2 separate regions of the Mus musculus genome follow, and region 1 is linked to region 2. Evidence: chromatin contacts called from public promoter capture Hi-C data. All regions are on one chromosome and are shown on one strand. Each heading gives the region's core, a stretch centred on a gene start, on an enhancer-like site or on the middle of the called end of the contact. The rest is flanking DNA. Distances are from core to core; before and after follow the strand shown. Region 1 holds the start of Sorbs3 (sorbin and SH3 domain containing 3). Region 2 overlaps Bin3 (bridging integrator 3).

Evidence for each region. Promoter capture Hi-C pulls out the DNA fragments that hold promoters and counts their contacts.
Region 1: a promoter capture Hi-C map of trophoblast stem cells shows a contact between it and region 2, with 2.3 times the contacts expected there. The contact joins the promoter of Sorbs3 here to the enhancer-like site in region 2. A contact is called at or near these places in 5 of 39 promoter capture datasets (embryonic stem cells, macrophages and trophoblast stem cells), 3 of 484 Hi-C or Micro-C datasets (B cells, CD4 T cells and embryonic stem cells), 2 of 115 datasets of contacts at active chromatin or transcription factors (embryonic stem cells and pancreatic cancer cells) and 3 of 9 other capture datasets (adipose tissue, liver and pancreatic islet).

What each region holds. Positions count from the first base shown.
Region 1 is chr14:70,205,234-70,211,680 of GRCm38.p6, forward strand. It overlaps Sorbs3 (sorbin and SH3 domain containing 3), which reads right to left and starts at 2,438. Exons shown (of 21, transcript NM_011366.3): 1 at 2,291-2,438. The coding sequence starts at 2,394. It overlaps Gm26908 (a long non-coding RNA gene), which reads left to right. Exons shown (of 5, transcript XR_874791.3): 2 at 131-1,621; 3 at 2,355-2,779; 4 at 3,546-3,689.
Region 2 is chr14:70,131,670-70,138,125 of GRCm38.p6, forward strand. Bin3 (bridging integrator 3) reads left to right here. Exons shown (of 9, transcript NM_021328.4): 7 at 2,781-2,922; 8 at 3,067-3,201; 9 at 5,470-6,292. The coding sequence ends at 5,616. Among named protein-coding and RNA genes, the nearest start is that of Ccar2, 19 kb to the right of the region's middle. Within about 2 kb of position 3,707, at least 75 of the 459 cell types and tissues checked have an H3K27ac peak or open chromatin away from gene starts, as enhancers often do. A contact at or near this core is called in pancreatic cancer cells and trophoblast stem cells, where this site is marked.

The DNA of each region.
Region 1 (6,447 bases), core at 1,188-3,687, 72 kb after region 2:
TCTCCATCACCACCTTGTTTCAGGAGCTACTGACCCTAGGATACCTCCATCGGCTCCCCTCCCACTGAGCTCCTGGGAATACTCGAGGTTAGGATAGGGCCCCCCATGGTGGTCCTGGTTTTTCTCCCAGCAGGCTGCCTGGAGACATTTGGCAGAACCTAAGGAAGACAGAGGTCTCCTGGGGAATTGGTATCTGTCTAGCATAAAACGGACACCTCTGGTGAGTTCCCAGAATCCAGGCAGCCCCTGCATTCCAGCAGACCCCTAGAAGAATGAAGAACGTCCAGGTTTGGTGGACTCCTTCCCATCTGAGTGAGGCCTTGATGGTGGGGACGTCGTTCTCTGCCTTTCCAGGTCTTATCAAACTATAGCTCCCCACTAACAGGGTCAGGGGGTTTCAAATTCACCTTTTCTGGTTTGTACAACCTCAGAGACCAGGACACGGAGGGAGGGACTCTACGCCTTCGCTCCGGTCCACGCCAGGCTATGTCTTGCCTCCTTCCCGCCCCTTTGCATCGCTGAACCTACCTTCCCCCGGCGAGCAGGTGGGGGGGCTTGGGGCTGCCCAGGAGGGCAGGAGCATCCCAGCCCGCTTCTGCCTGGAGCAGCCGCGGCGAGCCCTCGGGGAAAGAGGGCAGGGAAAAGTGCGGGTGGTCACGGCCCTCGTGACTGGTCAGGACGCTGGGCCAGGCTCGGCGCCCAACAAGGAAGAGAGCGGCCGAGGGGGCGCGCTAGGAGGCAGGACCCTGAGATGAATGCGGCAGGAGGAGTTTGGGACTTGGATTTGAACTGTGAGCCGGGGCTATGCTGGAGTAAAGTGGAGATGCCTGCTACTCCCTCACTCACTCCCGCGAGTGCCCTCTGTCCGGCGACGCGCCACGGGAACACTGTGGCCCCTTGCCCAAGGGGCCGGGCTGTCCAGGAGGCGGTGCCGGGAGGGGCCACCGAGGGTCCCCCGGGAGCCCGCTGGGTTTCCCAGATGCCTTCCCCGGCCCCCACCGCAAAGCTGGAGTCAGAAAGGGGCGGGAGGGCTGGCGGGGGCCACTCAGAGTTTCCAGCGACATTTCCAGGGTGTGGGAAGCGAGCTGCTCCACAAGAGCCAGGACACAGGGCAGGAGTGATTAACCGAATGGTCCCTGAGTGCCAGAGCCCGGGTGGGGCCGGAATTAGATACGCAGCCCTCGGCCTTGGAGAGGCAGGAGACAGGCCCGGAGGCAGACAGGCTGGGACCGAGATAAGTCACGGTGGCCCAGGAACAAGGCAACACCCGCTTGGGGAGAGAGAGTTCATGCTTGTTAGACCTAAGCGCACTGACCAGGCGTTTGCAAACACTCGTGTACTGGCAAACGTGAGGATGCTCACACACACGTGCAAAGTTTGGGGGAGGGAATCGACCGGCTCCCTGGACGTGCCACAGCATTGAAGAGGATAAGGGTGGGGCCCTTTGGGCGGGGATGAGGTTAAGAGGGTCTTGGTGTTCCCATTCACCGTATTTGTTTTGATCCTGCTTTTCCGCTGTTCCTACAGTGCTGACTGCTGACGCAGATCTGAAGGACACCGCCCACTGGCTCCCCATTCTCTCTGGCCCTCCCTCCTCCCCTCCTCGTCCAGTCTTCTGCTGGTAGGTGCCAGGGCAAATGTTTACTGACAATGGAAACCCTGGAGTACTCCTAGCCTAGGATTCACTGCGAACCCAAGTCCCCAACAAATCAACCGGTAAAAAAAACGGTTTCTGGTCCACTGCTGAGTATGGTAAATGACACCTACTGCCTTTTAATTGGTGCCTGAGCCACCTGGAGTTAGTGTTTCCCAGGACATCACAGCCCCTAGCACGCTCACCTCTTATTAGCTTCACATTTTCCCAGTTGTGGGGGAAGAACTGTTTGTGGTGCCCGCAAACAAAACCCACCCCCACCTCCCGGGAAACTTAGGTCAAGGACAGCTCAAGAGATGAGCGTGCCAGAGCTCCCATGAGTGGGGAGTCTTCAGGAAGCAGTTTCATAGGCTTCCAGAGATGTAAACCTGCTAACAGGGCTCTGATTCGCATACGTGAGGTGTTTTTAACGGATGTAGGTATTACACAGTACACGGTGTTTGTGGGAGGGGCGGAGGTAGGAAAGCTGAAGGGAGAGAGATGGAGGAGTGGAGGAGCTCTGAGACCCTCTTTGAGGTCAGGCAGCTGTACACAGCCTCTCTGCCACTTGATTATCCACCCATTCCAGGGAAGCAGCCTCCCCCTCCCCCAGGGGATTAAAAGTACTACCCATGTCCCTCTTTAAAGTTTTCCCACCTGTTAGGGTCCTTGGGACTAAGAAGGGCTACATCACTTTCATTGTCTTCTTTGTTGTTCAAAGACGAAGCTGAAGATCTTCCCACTCCAAGAATCCTGGCCATCCCCCTTCACCAGCAGTGAACTTCTTAGGCTCTAAGGCTCTGACCTGGACTCCAAGATAAATATTTAATGTAGAGGGTGCCGCTGAGCTGCCGAAGGTCCCAACTTCCTGTTTCTCACAAGAGAAGGCACAGTGTGGGCAAGGGAGCTGAGGACTGGCTACCAGTCCCATCTCTATGGGGATGGGGAGTCTAGTAAACAGTCTTGGAGGATGTAGGTTGGGAGGAACGGGGAGGGTGGCAATGGAGGGCTGAACTGCTGCAGCTCTGCTTTGTCAGTCAGGCCGGGGCTGGCTCGCCACCTCTCAGGTTGGAGCTCACTGTGTTCACAAGTATTCGGATGGCTTTACAAAACACGGAGGCACGAGGCGCTAGGACCGCAGGGCAGGTAAGTCCAAGGAAACTTAAATAATCTCCTGCCCTCTTTTCTGCCCAGATTTAGGGAGAATTCTTCCTCTTTTAAGAAGATTAGGGAGAAAAATGTAGCAAGAATTCAGAGACTGGACTTAGAGAGCCAGGTGTCTGGTTTCCTGACCCCTCCCCCTAGCTGTAGCTGGCTGCTGCCTGCCTGCCTCACCCTGAGTAGCTTCCAGTGGCACATTAGAGCCAGGTAACATTGTCCCAGATAGTGCAGCCCTGGTCAGTATGCCATGCTCTGTCTCCTGCACACCCTTCTGCTCAAGAGGGACCTCCTTCCCTAGTAGTCGGCTGCCTGCACCCCTCCAGCATGGCCTTGGGTCAAGGACTGCCATGGTTGCCACAGCCACCTGAGCCCATGTAAACACAGTTACGTAACTGCTCTGTTTTTTCTAGCTATCTGATCCCAGTCACCAGGAGCCCCACCCAGCCCCAGGCAGCCAATTCTGTCCTATGCACATTCCCCCACCCCTCAGCCCCATAGTCCTCTTGTCCTCCGCCACCAACTCAAAGTACCATTAGTCAAGTGACTACCAATTAGTCTCAATCACAATTAGTGTCCAGGACAGTCTAGCATTTGGATGAGACACTGACATCTCTGCTGCAGGCCTGACCTTCCTGTTCGGTAGAAAGGCACCGGCTAGTTCCTTCCCTAGGACAAACTTCAGTACATTCTTGAGGTAGGCTTTCATGTCCTTTTTGGTTTGTGCTCTTAGAAGAGTGTTCTCTTTCTACAGATCAGAAGGGAGTAGCCAAGAACACACGGACTCTTCTAGAGTCCGTAACCAACCCAGCAGTGAGGAGCTGAAGCCAAGTCACCATAGATATACTAGCACAGATCTCGACTCTGTTTCATCCCTGGGGCCATCTCCTGATTCCAGGTCTGGCAGTACTGCCAACTAAGCTCTATCAATGGGCCCACCTATGCCAATCACTCATGAGAACAGGGGCAAGCAAGGGAGGGAAGTGAAATGACCCACTTTGGGGCTCCAAGGGCCCTCTTACACACTGGTCTATCTGGAAGTCTGAGGTTTTTTTTTGGGGGGGGGGAGGGGGTTAGTCACTGCAAAGTGAAGGAACTCTAAGGGAAGCAACAACAATAAAAAAACACAGGGCAGGTCAAGGCAGGTCAATGTCAGACCTGGAAGCAAGGACAGGTATGTAAAACCCCACAAGAACAAGAGCCTGGAGATTTCAGGCCTGCTTTGAGCAAATATTTTCATAGCACACATATCATGGGCATCTCATGTTTCCTGGCATCTAAACCCCAAAGGCAGTGAAAAGAATCAGTTCCTGCCCAGTTTATCCAGTCTGTCCTCCAGGAGGCCTGGACACTGACTGACATCACATCCACCATGCGTCCCTTTTCGTGGATAAACAAACAGATGCCATGGCCAGACAGGAATGCCTGAGAAGGACCAACCTAGACAGGCTTCCTTTGGTTCTTACAAAAGGATGGAAGGAGCAAGTAGGTGACAGGTCTCGAGAAAGCAGACTTTGCAGAGTGATGCCCTCAGAGGGAATGGAAGTCAAGTCAGCCACAGACAAGGGCAAAGAACCAGGGCCTGGAAAATTGGGTCGGCCTCAGCCTTCCATCCCAGCTCAGGGAAACTGAGATAAGGGAGTCAGAGAGCTGACTGGCCGGCCAGAGGGTACCATGATAGAGTGCTGCTATCCAAACAAAGGCTAGCCTGTCTTCTGGCCTCCTTGAGTTCTATGATAAACTGTCTGTCTCCACTGTATTAGCAGTAAGACTCAATTTACCTCTAAGTGACCAATGCACTATCAAGAGTAAGCTTTGCAAATAAAATCTTAAGAGTTGTGATCTTTTAAAAAGTGAAGAGGAGGAAGCAGAAGAGGAGGAAGAGGAGGAGGAGGAGGAAGAGGAGGAAGAGGAGGAGGAGGAGGAAGAGGAGGAGGAGGAAGAAGAAGAAGAAGAAGAAGAAGAAGAAGAAGAAGAAGAAGAAGAAGAAGAAGAAGAGGAGGAGGAGGAGGAGGAGGAGGAGGAGGAGGAGGAAGGAGTGAAGCCATCTAATTACCCAGAGCAGACAACAAAGTAGGGATTAGATCTCAATCTAGCAGGGGTCAGTGTGACTCAGTGTCTCATCCTTCTTTCCTAGGCTCTGAAACAGCTTCCCACGACTCTGTAAATAAGGGCAAACATTACCTCATCTCACTGGGGCTTTAGCTAAGGGATAAGGCCACTGTTAACTCAGGATGTCACTGGGGTAACAACATAAAATGCTCACTTGGCTTTTGTGCAGTTAAAAAATCCGGGCTCATTTTTCTGGTCTTAAAATTGCACACTGTGGCTGTATTTGATGTCAATGTTGCTATTTGGATGCAGCAGACCTGGATTTAGCCTTTCCACCTCTGTTGCCATAATCTTTCCAAGTCCCTGTCCAGGGCCTCAGCCTTTCCCTGTCTCCACCCCCAAGCTGTGCAGCCATGCTTATCTGCTCTTGTGAATTCCCAGCCCCCTGGGATCTGTTTGCTTTGCAGAGGACTCCAAGGCTGTTCTGGTACTGCTAAGCTTAGGAGTACAGCTTTTCATCAACTCCCTTTGAGCTTCTGACTTTTCCCAGATCATATGAAAACTTAGTAAATGACTATCGTAAAATGTATTTTTGTGCTTTGTAAAGACTGTTTTCTGGGTTATCATCCTTCTACTCCTTCAAGGAGGGGCCTCTGCTGGAAAGGCCGCAGAGGGTCTAGGGCAGGAGATCGTGGTGGGCATAATTTCAGGAAGAGGTAAGAGGCAAAGGAAACAGGGTTTGCAGGAGGGTGGGTGGGCAGGCGGGCGAGGGTTGGGAAGCAGAAACTCATCAGAGGCCATCTGAGCTTTAACCAAGGCTGAGGGATCCTCTCTTGTGAAGGGACTTACTGGCATTGTCAGAAATCAGACCAGACATCAGAAACTAGGCTTTCCCTCACCGCTGGAATTACTAACTGGGTCAGAGCCTAAAGATCAGTCCCTCTACTAAGAATTCAAGGAAATAAAGACACAGGGAGTCAATGAAGTTATCCTTCACTTATAAGAGCATTTGCTTCTTTTAATCTTAAGAGGACTTCTAGTGTATAGTAAGAAAGTTCTTATAAAACTTATTCACAAAGACTAATGTCTCCTGTTGAGAGGTAACATTTCTAGGATTGTCTTTAACATAGCAGAAAGCAGGAGAACGCAGGTAACCTCTAAGTACGAGCGAATAGGCCATCATTCAAGGGAGCCACCATCTACATCGGCATGTCTGACTGCTTCATCATCTACGAAGTGACACAGAGAGCCAATCCTCTAGGAAGGGTCGGGTGATGGGGAAAAGAGCTCTGGCTTAGGATGCTGGGAGGAATGAACATAAGGGGCTCCTGATGGCATCTTTGCAAAGGCTCCGGGACAGACAAAAACACATTTCCCTTTTCTCTTGTTTTAAACACAGGCTTTCATTATGTAGCCCTGATTAGCCTGCCATTTACTGTGACACCAGGCAACCCTCAAATTTGCAGTGGTTCTTTTGCTTCGTCATGTGCCCAGCCCAGATCACATCTTTATCACCCCAAACCATAGGTTCTGGCTACCTACATCTAGTCATGTGCACTTCACTTTGATACGCTCCCCCTCCCCCCAAACCAGAAAGACAGGGA
Region 2 (6,456 bases), core at 2,457-4,956:
CACCCACGCTGGCCTGTGTCCATTTCCTCTGTAGAAAGCAAGCCAAGCTGATTCCTTGGTGTGGTAGAGTTGGTACCTAAGAGCAGAGCTAGGTGAACTAAGTGGGCATGGAGTATGAGGATGTATGATTTGAGCAGGGCCAGGGAGCAGAGGACGCCCACCTCTTACCACTACTTCTCAAGGGACACCTGAGACTCGCAGAGGATTGGACTTTTTCACCATGCGCCTTTGAAGAAGACAGTTAAAAACTGCAAGCTTTGCTCTTTAAGGAGAGCTGGGCCCATGTGTCATCCTTGTCCGGGAGGGCAGCAGGAACCTGGGGAAAGTCCAGACACAGAGGACCAGCCTCTACCAGTCCTAACCTTCCACATCAGCACCCCAACCCTAGCTAGACCCCATGGAGAGGGGATCCTGATATCAGGTACCTGGCAAGACCTGTCCACGCCTGAGACGTTGAAAATAAGAAAATGAACAGGAATTCCTTCCCCCATCACCTTGGGACAGACAAGCACTCTTCCTGTGAGTGACATTAATAGCCCCCTCAGATGAAAAGAACATGACACCTGTCCCTTGTCTCAGGGACTCCCGGTCCCAGGTCCAAAGCTACCCGCATTTCCCATTATTATCGATTCAACTACAGTTGCCTGAGCTACTGACAATCCTCGTAGCTTGATCAAATCTTAATTTGATTGAGAAGCACTGCTGTAGGAGACGAGATCTAAGGAAGACCTGTGAGTACTCAAGAGTCAGGAGCCACTAGCCGGGGCAGCAGAGCCCGTTGCACCTGCAGAGGGTAGTGATCTTGATTAAGTAGTGCTGTGTAGACACCACACTCCCCAAGGCTGTAACCCCTGGTCTGTGGCAGACTTGGTCTCCCATCTCTGCCCTTCCATGTGCACTTGCACTGTGCCCTTCATGAACTGTCCCTGTCACAATAGTATTAGTGTTCCTGGTCGGTGTGACTTGGTCTTAAAAGATGACAACCATAGAAAGGGGCCAGGACCATGAGCTGAGGTCTGTTTTGCTGAGACTAGCATGTAAGACCAACTAACATTGCACCAAGGTGCCATTTCACACCTGCAAGACACCCTTCATGTACTGGTTTGTTCCTGGTGATGCACCCTCACCCCCCATAGGTGAATTCCAATGTACTCCACCTCTACCTCCTGTCTGCCTCTCATTCTTTCTCTTTCTCTGACCCTGGCCCTGAGGCCACCCCAAAAGCAGGCGGCTTCTGACAGCAGGCAAGCTGCTAGGGTCCTTTGTCCTCTTGGGATAGAGGGAGGGGCAGGATGGTAGGTTCCTGGGCTTGAGGCACCTGTTCCCTTGAGCCACACTGCCCAGCTGCCCAGGAAGGGAGAGGGGCTCCAGAGCAGCTGAATCACTGGTACAGCTGTCTTCACACTGGCATTGTGACTGGCTCCTCCCAGTGTGACCTGGTGGTGCCTGGTCCCCCCATCTATTTTGCACATTTCACCTGCTGCCTGGCCACGTTTATATTCTCTCTTCTCTAGTAGGAATATTCATTACTCCCATCAGGGTGGCCCTGACTTGTTGAGGCTTTTCAGTACCAAATTTATGGTCATATCCTATGAGAAGCAGAGGTTGGGAAGCGCACCTCCTGTGATATGTGAGCCTACTGAAGACAGCCTAAGCATTCAGATGTTCTCTCAGCTCAGGTGCATGGGAAAGGCTGGCCTCAGCCACCGACTGGCATCAACTGGCTTGTTCCTGACTTCCGTTAGCTTGCTTTGTCACGCTCTCTGGGCTCACCTAAATAAGGTGACTCTTGTGGTCCTAGGTCACCAGCTATGTCTGTCCACCCGAGTGTCCAGAGGCGTTGAATCTCTTGGCTGTTTGTCTGTATCACAGCAGGCTGTCAGAACTCCTGGCTGGTACAGTGGGCACTGCATGGTATGGTAGGAAAGTCTTGCCCAACAATGAGGCCAACAACACGTCCTCATGGCTTTGTAGTCAAGGAAGTTGCCCCATTTTCTCACTCCCAAGAGACCTGCTTGTAGAGTTACCTCACCTCCACCCCTCATCTGTGTCAAGAAGAACATTTACTCTTGCCTGCCCCCCACCTCAAAAGTGGCTCTTCCCTGCGCCTGTCCAAGATAGGATGGCCTTTCATGGGGGAAAGGTAGCCTTGATGATGGTTACACACAAATGCCAAAACTTTTCAAACACAGCCTGCTCTGCGTGGCCAGTCGTCTGAGTAGTCACACCATACTCCTTTTCAGTTGTGTTAGGTAGGAGCGGCTGGGACCATCTTTCTAAAGCGTGCTTTTTCCATTTGTTCTTTTAATGGGAGAACCATTCCCTTTGTGTTTCCTCACGGTGTAAAGGAACCCTTAGCCAGGATCTTTCTTTTTTGTCTCCTGCCAGTGGCACTGTGACATAGTAGAGAAGGTGTTGACAAACATGGATACTCATAGCCCTTTCCAGACCATCACTCCCTGGCTGTGGCCCTGCCTTCCCCTGTTGGTTTGGTTTGATTTGGTCTTTAGTGTATACAGTCGGATTCCAGCCCTGCTGACCTCGTGCTGAGGCTCCGCAGCAGGACAGGGAGCACCGGCAATCACAGCCTAACATCTGGGTCTGGGGAGAGCTCTCAGTACTGTCTGTGCCCCACGCCATCCCACCTGTACAAGCCCCAAAGCCTCAGAGCCTTATGAGACTGGCACATAGTAGGTGTGTCGCACATGTGTTTGAGTACGTAGTGACTGGGACACACCCCCACATGAGAAGCCTGTTTCCAACCAGGCTGTGCCCAACAGGTTCAGCAGCATATTCCCAAGCCTCAACATGGCGGTGAAGCGGCGGGAGCAGGCCTTGCAGGACTACGGGAGGCTGCAGGCCAAGGTGGAGAAGTACGAGGAAAAGGAGAAGACTGGCCCCGTGCTGGCCAAGCTCCACCAGGTACAGGGGAGACGCAATAGGCTAAATGGAACAACCATTGCCACGGGGTCCTCCTTTCAGGACCTGCGGAACCAGGATACTAGCTATTTCCACCCACCCTGCCCCCTTCAGTGACAGCCCTGACTCCAAGGTCTTGTTCCCCAGGCCCGAGAAGAGCTACGTCCTGTGCGGGAAGACTTTGAGGCCAAGAATAAACAACTCCTGGATGAGATGCCGCGGTTCTATGGCAGCCGACTTGACTATTTCCAACCCAGCTTTGAGTCCCTGATCCGGGCACAGGTGAGACAAGGCTTTTCCCTTGGGGAATCATCTTTGTAGGAACCCAGTTCCCGTTAGACATAGCCATGCTCTGCACAGACAGCAACACCTCCCTGCACCAGGCTCTATGAAAGTTCATGTGTTGTCCTAGTCAGCCCTGGTGCCTGGCACTGATACTGTACTGGAACTTCTGTTGGGTATCCTCCATTGGCAATCCACTCAGTCCCAACCCTATGATAGACAGGGTTCCTTTTTGTTTAACTCTTCGCCCCTTGAGTTCTTCCTCCCTTGCTTAATTAAGCAAGCAAGAAAAGCCCTGATTGCATCTTTAGCTACCACTTTGACTGAGCAGATCCTTTGAGAGGCCAGTAGTGACTGCTTGTGAGCCCAATAGGAGAGTTCCATTAGCCAGAGACCACAGGAGTCTTAACTTTCAGTTTCCTAGGGAGGGGTCCTGAATAGGCTCTGAAATGCTGGCCACTAGATATGAAGTGCCCCCTCGTGGAGAACAAATGGGAGTGCAGACCAGTATGGGGGTGGCAGCCAGAAAGAGGGTAAAACCCAGTCGGAGCCCAGTGTCTCCTGCTGCTGGGTCCAATTGGGATGGCATGCAGCAGGCTCCTGCCCTCCTCTCGCTGTTCATCTTCAGGCTTGTTCTCACCACTGGCAAGGTGGGAGAGGCAGTGGTACTGGAGCCAGGAGCAGGGCTTCTGCACACAGACCTCCTCACTGATCGCGGGTATTGGCTTCCATCTCTGGACTCCAACACTCTCTGGCCACCAAGCTAAGGCTTCTTGTCCACAAATTCTGCCTGCCCTGCTTCTTGTCTTAGCTGCACCTCTGCTGCCCTCCAGTGGACATCATCATTCCCTGTTGCTTTCCTAGCCACAGGGGCCATGGTAAAGCCTGATTCCCACTTCCCAGCCTTCATTTGGAATGATACCCAAAGCCATGGCGTAGAATGCCCATCAAGAAGCCCAGGCAAGGTTTGGACTGGAGCCTGGACTTGCTAGTGACACGTTTTCAGTCCGGTGCTCTCTAGGGAGTGAGACAGACAACAGAAGCGGGAGGATGCTCTCCTGTAGTCCCTGCAGGTGAGGGCTGCCTTCCAGCTGCTGCACCCTCTGTTTGGATGAGGCCTGGATTTACAGGAGATCTTGGCCTGCTCTCTTTTGCTGACACCTGCCTCTGCTTCTAGTGAGCTGCATACACCATCCCCACCCCCAGATCCTTAGAGGAAGCTGCAGGGTGCCCAGGCTATGGGGTACCCCGTAACCAAGCAGCAGGGTAGCCAGGGTTGTTTACCACCTCTCCCTGTGCCAGCCTCCTTCTCACCCGGCTGCTGCTGCTATTAGTCACTAGAGAAGTGCGCATTCCAGATGACTCAACAGGCATTGTGTCTTAGGCAGGGATTGGGGGCGGGGGTACCTGGCCCGCTACAACTTAGCTGGGGATTCTAAAGAGACTTCCTAGGATACCATGTCCCACTGGCCCTTGCTGCACAGCCACCCTCCCAGTCCCCATCGTCTGGTTTCTTAGATGGAAGGAGAATCCTAGAGACATCTCAAAGTTGAGGTGCTTGAAGAATGGGGACACTTTGATGAGATGTGATGTCACATCAGGAAGTGGAAGCTGAGGCAGAAATGGCCTCTAGCCTCTGTGGAAAAGTCGCCATCTATCACATAGAGAAACCCCTCCACTCTTGGACCTGCCTCCCACCTCTCACCCAGTCACTCTCACCACATCAGTGCTGCTTTTCTTCCAGGCAACTTAACCTAGATGTGATAACTAGCAAAACTGGGAAGGGGTGGGATCTGGGGAGCTGACACCTCCCTTAACTGGACTTCTAGGGCCAGCTCTCAAGACTTGGGGAGCCAATGTCTGCTGGGTTCTTCTTCCATGACCAAAAGCCCCTGGCTCCTCTCCTTGCTTAGAAACAGCAGTAAGCCCCAGGCCTGCCCTTGCCCACATACTGCCCTCTGGCACCCTCAAATGTAGTCTCCCTGCCCAATCTAGCTATTTTGGTCTTGACAAACCTTTCTCTGTGGTATATATTTCCAAAAGCCCCAGCTGTGGTTCCCTACCCCTAGACTGCTGAGGGATAGATAGATAGGGTGAGGTCTAAGAGGCAGTGATGGAACAAGTGAGAGACACACCCCACCGCCTTCAGCCAGAGCAACCCACAGACCCAGAGCCAGGCCCTGCTTGTGCCTCTCACCTGCTTTGCTGACTGAGTGCTGTGTAGAACTGGAGTCCAGTTCCTGCCAACAACTCTTGTCTCCTACCCAGGTTATATACTACTCAGAAATGCATAAGATCTTTGGAGACCTGACCCAGCAGCTTGACCAGCCAGGCCACTCAGATGAGCAGCGAGAGCGGGAAAATGAGACCAAACTAAGTGAACTCCGAGCCCTCTCCATCGTGGCTGATGACTGAGCCCCTGTCCCTCAGGAGTCCTTAGACTCTTTGGGACACAGGTGACATCTCTATAGGCTTTGCTCCTAGCGGGCATGGATTCATGGACCTCCCAATGGCCAGGCAGTTGGAGACAGGTGGCCACTATTGTACCTTGCCAGTTCTCTGACTTAAATGTCTCCATGTCCTTAAGCCTGATACTAGGAGCCTCACAGGCTGCTGCTTCCCTGTGTCCAGTGCTGATAAGCAATGTAGAAAAACCCTGGGGCCTTTTTACTTCCAGAACCGTCCAGAGTGTGCTATAGTGTCTGGCCAACAGGAGCCTTTGGAAGGGCCTGGGCTTCCTGTGGAACTTGAAGCCTTAGCTGTCTACCTCCAGAGGACCTACTCTAGGAAAGCCACCATCCTCTCAGGACTCTTTAGACTGCTGGGTGAGGCACAGTGCCCTGGTCTCTCAGCCTCTCTGGGCCCTTCATGCCAACACAACCAAAGCCAGTCCCCTATAGGTCCAGCACAGGGACAAAGCCCAGGAGTTTAGCTTTCCCTTGAACTGGGGCTTTGTCTCTAGCTGTCCACTAGGAAATGTTACATGTTGAACTGCTGCCCTCAAAGCAAGGCTCTGTCTCACCTGTATTACTGGAATTTTATTTTCACTTGTTATTGGAATTTTATTTTCAAGTAAAGTTTTCCAGTAAAACAACAGTGTACTTTAACTGACACCAAGAGGGAGCTGTCACAGCTTTGCCACAGCCCTGCCAACTTGGCAGAGTGCCTTCACTCAGTCACAACCTGTGGCACTTACTGCCTGCCTGCTGCCTTCTAGAGAGAACTGAGGCCTGGCAAACAGAGAGGGTACAGCAG